Regions from separate parts of the Mus musculus genome. Here region 1 is linked to region 2. A link is a contact called in public Hi-C data. All regions are on one chromosome and are shown on one strand. The core of a region is the stretch at or near the end of the contact, and the rest is flanking DNA. Distances in the headings are between cores, read along the strand shown. Region 1 overlaps Fbxw7 (F-box and WD-40 domain protein 7). Region 2 has its middle 18 kb from the start of Gm46836.

What was found. A called contact is a pair of places that touch in the nucleus more often than the background predicts.
Region 1: a contact with region 2 is called in a Hi-C map of bone marrow-derived macrophages, with 23 read pairs. The contact joins two enhancer-like sites. A contact is called at or near these places in 2 of 15 datasets of contacts at CTCF or cohesin (the NIH/3T3 cell line and pro-B cells), 21 of 484 Hi-C or Micro-C datasets (CD4 T cells, Th2 cells, bone marrow-derived macrophages and 12 more), 2 of 115 datasets of contacts at active chromatin or transcription factors (CD8 T cells and embryonic stem cells) and 1 of 9 other capture datasets (embryonic stem cells).

The regions. Positions count from the first base shown.
Region 1 is chr3:84,882,556-84,885,368 of GRCm38.p6, reverse strand. The region is part of intron 3 of Fbxw7 (F-box and WD-40 domain protein 7); the gene reads right to left. Among named protein-coding and RNA genes, the nearest start is that of Gm40080, 5.5 kb to the right of the region's middle. Within about 2 kb of position 1,383, at least 56 of the 459 cell types and tissues checked have an H3K27ac peak or open chromatin away from gene starts, as enhancers often do. A contact at or near this core is called in bone marrow-derived macrophages, where this site is marked.
Region 2 is chr3:84,620,495-84,623,669 of GRCm38.p6, reverse strand. No RefSeq gene overlaps it. Among named protein-coding and RNA genes, the nearest start is that of Gm46836, 18 kb to the right of the region's middle. Within about 2 kb of position 1,304, at least 34 of the 459 cell types and tissues checked have an H3K27ac peak or open chromatin away from gene starts, as enhancers often do. A contact at or near this core is called in bone marrow-derived macrophages, where this site is marked.

The DNA.
Region 1 (2,813 bases), core at 134-2,633, 260 kb before region 2:
TCAGGACACCAGATCACAAGCAACTTAGCAATGAGTGCACACACTGGGAGAAGATAAAAACAACCTGTTTTATAGAACCCTGGCTCAAGGAGGGGAGAGGAAAAGGGGTGGGAGGAAGGGGACATAAGTAGAGGACATGGGGGGTGGGGGTGGGGGGAGAGGCAAACCTCATAGCCTGAGAGCTGTGGGCCATCCCTCTTGTCAGCCCTCTCCTAGCTGTCTGGAGGAACTTTTACTGTAATAAACTGCTTGCTCAGCTCTTCTGTAAACCCATTTGAAATTCCCTCAGATGGCAGGCAAGAGCTAAGGGAGCCGGATAACAAGGGTAAGAATGAGATACAGAAACTGATAGAGCATATCGCCTGTAAAATGGGTGATGTCTGTCCTAATGTGTCTACTGAAAACTACCTGGCACAATATTCCCATTCATCTTCAAGTCAGTTAATTTACTTTAACACACCTCCTTATTCACTACTCAACCAGTGAGGGAGGGGGGCTATTATGAGAGCCTATAGGCATTCAAACTGTAAGGTGTCAGAAAATCATTTCTACTTGTGCTTGTAAATAAACAGAAGACTTTTCTAACTTACTAAGAAGTAGGGCTGGAGACAGCAACCAGTAAAGTGCTTGCCACGCAGGAGGACCTGTGCTCAATGCCCAGACCCCAAGACCCGACTAGTGCTTCTGATCTTAAAACCTATTTGGAAATTTAAGTCTCCCAGCAGGAGACAGAAGGAAGGTCCCTGGAGCTCACTTGTCACAAAAACAAAACAAGGTGGACAGTGTGTGAGGAATAACTTCAGAGGCCGACCTCTGACCTCTACGTGTATGTGCACACAAAGATGCAGGGACACACCAGTATGTGTACATAATACCATGTCTGGAAAATCTGATTCCACTAGCATTTGGAAAGTGTTAATACTGTCAAATTAACAGGACCTACAACCACCCAGGAAAGCAGATTTTGCCCTTGCCTGTACCTGTCTCCTCAATTAGGTTAACTGATAACTTAGGCTCTAAAGACCCACCCTAAAATTAGGAAGTAGCATTCCTTTACAGGCTGGGTCCTGAACTGAACAGAAAGGGGAAGCATTGCTGGGCAGCAAGAATGTAACCTGAATGTCACTGGAGGGTCCCCTCATGACAGCCCATCATCAACTGTGAGCCAAAATCAGCCCTTTCTCTTAACAAAAAGTTGCTTTTGTTAAGGGCGTTTTATCACAGCGACTGGAATGAGGTGACATGCTGACCCTCTTATTCAGCAGTCACATGGTAATTTGTCTTGTAAACATATCTCACCGCATGTCCTCCTTTGGAGTAGTGCTTCAGGGATCACGTGCCTCACTCAGAAAGGAGGGGGAAGTAAAAACTAGAGCTGCAGAGATAGCTCAGCCTGTCACGTGCTTGGTGTTCAAGCATGTGTTCCTGACGCCGATGCCCGGTACCCACGGGCAGGCCAGGGGCAGCTCCCAGCACTGGGAAGAAGACAAGAAGATTCCTGGTGTTTACCGGCCATCTAGTCAGGTCCAGCCAGAGACCCCGTGTTAAAGACAAGGTAGGCTGTTGCTGTGTCTGAGGAGATACAACAGCTCAGGTTGTTCTCTGGCCTCCAGATGCACGTGCAGAGTTAGGTGTGCCTACACACACATGCACATCTGCGTACACACATTCACGCTATATTAGTAACCACTGGCAAAAGCTGTGTAATGGGATACAGGCATCTTTATTTTGTTTAAAAAAAAAAAAAAAAACTTATGTGTATGAGTTGAGTCTACGCTGCATACGTGCAGTGTCTACAGCGGCCAAAAGAGAATGTTGGATCCCACTAAGCAGCCTCGCATGGATGCCAGATGTTGAACTCAGGTCCTTTGCTAGAGTAGTATATGCTCTTAACTGCTGAGCCATCTCTCAAGCCCTGGGTTCTTTTGAGAGCCATTGGTTCTGAGAACACACTGTCATTCTTAACTTGTTCTGCATGTTGCATGCAAGTTTTCCTTTTCTTAAGGATTGTTTTTGTAAAGAATCCGTTTTGTAAAATGTAAAATCGTGCTTCAGACTGTTGATGGTGTTGAGATAGAATAAGCAAATGGTTTTCATTTTATCCAACCACTGTAGATGTCTGCTACGAGGGCGATTCATATGCCATTCTTGTCACTTACTTTGTTAGGTTACAGTTAAATTCCGGTGCAACTGGAATTACTGAAACAGAAAAGGCAAAAACTGCCCTGGAGCAGCTGCTGGGCCCTTTAGGAAAGCCAACACTGAAGAGCACAGGTGTGGCTGATGCTGCTTGAGGTTCTTAAGCGCCCTTTAATGGCTTTGGAGTGGGGAGTGTGCGAGCCATCTCGGAAGACAGCAGTGGAGAAGGAGCCAGTGGTTTTGTTTTTGCCACAAGTTCTAGGAATCTGCCCTGGAAGCAGTGCCCTTGCTCCCATGGGATGGCTCATCTCGTTGAGTTTTAAGAATCAGCCGTGTTGGTGGCAGCGGATACGGTGAGAGCAGAGTGGAGAGCCTGGGGAAGGCATGCAGGGCAGGGAAGCCAAAAGCAGCAGCTTTGCAGGGACGAGTACTGGAGACAAGGAGCTAAGTGTTGCGGAGCTGAATTCACGAATTGGCAGTGGGTGCAAAAACAGTGTTTAAGGGAAAGGAGCCGAGTCAGAGCCGTGACACTTTACTTCCAGCTTCAGACATGACTAGTTCTTGTTTGTTTGTTTTGTGTGTGTGTTGTCTTGTGTTCAATTCACACAGTTACTCTGGATGTTATGATAAATTTCCTCTACACATATATAATACTGAGTTGGCAAGAAGAATTG
Region 2 (3,175 bases), core at 55-2,554:
AAGTGTTCCACCACTAGGCCACCCTCAACCCCTTTTCTGTGGGTCTCACTTCTGCACCTGTGCTTCTGGGCTTGAACAAGACCTTTTCAAACAGTACTCAAATAAGAGCTTAGGAACTGACCAACATTCTGTGTGGCCCAGGCAGGCCTGGAACTTGAGATCTTTTTTGCTTCTGCCTCTCAAGTAGCTGGGACTACAAGCTTATACTAGTCTGCATCATCAGATTTTGTTACAATGAAATGCTTATGTAGGCATCGCAGTACACACCCACAATCCCGGCATTCAGGAGACTGAAGCAACAGGATTGCCACGAATTTAAAGGTGGCCTGGGATACCTAGTAAGCTAGCCAAAGCTGCATATCAAAAACTGTTAAGAAGAGAAGGAGGAAGAGAAGGAGAGGGGAAATTATCAGATGTCTCCTGAGTCATCCTTGGGGTTACTTATTCGTCTTTCTAGTGCAGACTGCAGCCACATTGCAGGCAATTTCTCCATTTGGACAAGTGAAAAATGGACTTATCCACTTGACCCAATTATAAGAAACAGAGCTAGGTTGACCCTGGCCTGGGCTGGTCCTGAAGTTACTACCCGTCCATTATCTGTAAAATAAGCCCTGCAAAATCAGCGGTGGAGTAAAAGAGTGCCCTTCCCTGTGAGCCCGTCGTAGCCTGTATTAATATGCCACAGAAGCCTCATAAGCACCCATGCAGCTCATCTTTGGAGCAGAGAGCAAGATCAGACTGCTCCAGAGTAGTGAAATGAAACGAGAAAGGCTGACTCTGCGTGGAGCTCCTGGGTGGCAGCGGTGTATGTGGCAGAGCGTGTTAGCATGCTCACCATCTTGGGAAGCACTGGGAAGCTTTGTGGGGGCTGAGAAGAGGGGAGAAGCTCAGGCAGAGGCTTTCTGGAGAAGTGTGCTTTGGGAGGCAGGGATGGGAAGGCAAAGCCAGCTGCTGTGATGAGCCTGCAGGCTCTGGAGTTAGGTTCCCTCTTACCTCTAGTTCCTAACTCCTATGACTTTGGACAAAGCATTGAACCCCTTTGTGTTTAATGCTGGCTCTGCAGAATGCTGCTAACAGTGCATTTTGACCGGGCCATTCAGAGAACTGAATAAGATAAGTTGTGCAAAGCCTTAGCTTGCTTTACACTACGTGCTCAATGACATTTGCTTAAACTGTGAGGAAAATTTTATTGGAAAGTTACAGGGCAATCCACATAATTATCAGAAGGCAGGGTAACCTAGATCATAAAACAAAGTAGGAACCAAGGACATCTGGATGGCAGACCTGGCAGCCAAAGCTGTATGTGGTGGCAGGTGACAATCGTACCTTCCACCAGAGCTCACACTGTGAGAGTCAGGGCAAGAGAGGTTGGGCACTTCAGGAAGATTCCCACGTGAGTACTGGTGACATAATGACTTATAGGAACAAGAAGTGAGCCTGTGGGTGAGGGATCACAGGAAGAGAAGTTTAGAATAACATGTACGGAGCAGACACACTCTGTGGTTGCAGGGACATCCTCTGGCAGTGCCTTTATAACCAAGAAAGTAAACAGTTTCAAGGAGGAACAACCCAAGGGTTCTTCAACTTCTTTGAAGTCTTCTACTCAATCTTTAAAGTGCTTTTGAACTTAGAAGGTTTTGTTTGTTTTTCTTTTCTTTTTTTTTTAAAGATTTATTTTATTATTATATCTAACTACACTGTAGCTGTCTTCAGACACACCAGAAGAGGACATCAGATCTTATTAAGGATGGTTGTGAGCCACCATGTGGTTGCTGGGATTTGAACTCATGACCTTTGGAAGAGCAGTCAGTGCTCTTACCCTCTGAGCCATCTCTCCAGTCCCTTGTTTGTTTTTCTTTTTGTTTGTCTTCATTTTTTTTTATTTTTTATTTTTTTTCTGAGACAGGGTTTCTCTGTGTAGCCCTGGTTGTCCTGGAACTCACTCTGTAGACCAGGCTGGCCTCGAACTCAGAAATCCACCTGCCTCTGCCTCCCGAGTGCTGGGATTAAAGGCATGTGCCACCACTGCTCGGCTAGATGTTTTACTCATAATGTCTTCTGAATCACAGTATAGTTTAGGTATATATTCATCAATACATACAAATATAAATATATGTGTGTATATATAAATATACATGTCAAGACTATATTAGATATTTTCTATTATTTTGCCTTCAGATCTTCAAATAAAATGGATGACTAGGAATGTAACAGAGATAGAATACTTGCTTCATTCACATATAGAAAGCCCTGGGTTGGGGCTGGTGAGATGGCTCAGTGGTTAAGAGCACCGACTGCTCTTTCAAAGGTCCTGAGTTCAAATCCCAGCAACCACATGGTGGCTCACAACCATCTGTAACAAGATCTAACACTCTCTTCTGAAGTGTCTGAAGACAGCTACAGTGTACTCACATATAATAAATAAATAAATCTTAAAAAAAAAAAAGAAAAAGAAACTTCTTAGGATATCAATTCAAGTCCAAAGTGAAAGAAAGAAAGAAAGAAAGAAAGAAAGAAAGAAAGAAAGAAAGAAAGAAAGAAATCCCTGGGTTTAGTCCCTAGGATCACAGGAGGAAAGGAGAAAAGAGGGAAGAAGGGAGGGAGGGAAGGATGAAAAGAGGGAAAGAAGGAAGGAGAAAGAAGGGGAAGGAGAAAGAAGGAAAGAAGAAAAGGAGGGAGAGAGGGAGGGAGGGAGGAAGGAGAAGGAAGGAAAGGAGGGAGGGAGAGAGGGAGGAAGAAAAGAAGGAAGGAAGGAGAAGGAAGGACAGCTTTACTTTCACTCCTAAAACTTTACCTGTCTTCAGTCAAATGAGCCTGAGCTGTCTGGGCAGAGAGACTTCAGTGTTCACTCAGCCAGTGATAATAAAGTGCCTGTTAGCTCCATGGCAAGAACATGGCAGTGAGCTAATAACCTCCCTGGCTCCTTCTTTCTAGCCTCTAGGGTCTACACTGTGCCCCAGTCTGAGGCATAGAGACCTGAAACAATGAAGGCTTAAAAAACACCAGAGAAATCTCAGAAAATCTGAGAAAAGCGTTCGTATCAAGATGGAGAAGAAAAGCAGATTCGCAATGAAGGCAGAGAGGCTCAATGGCTCAGAACATAAAAAAACACATGGTTGATTGAAGTGGAATCCTATGGTTTCTTTGGAAAGTCAGTTGTGTCAGGTGGTATCTT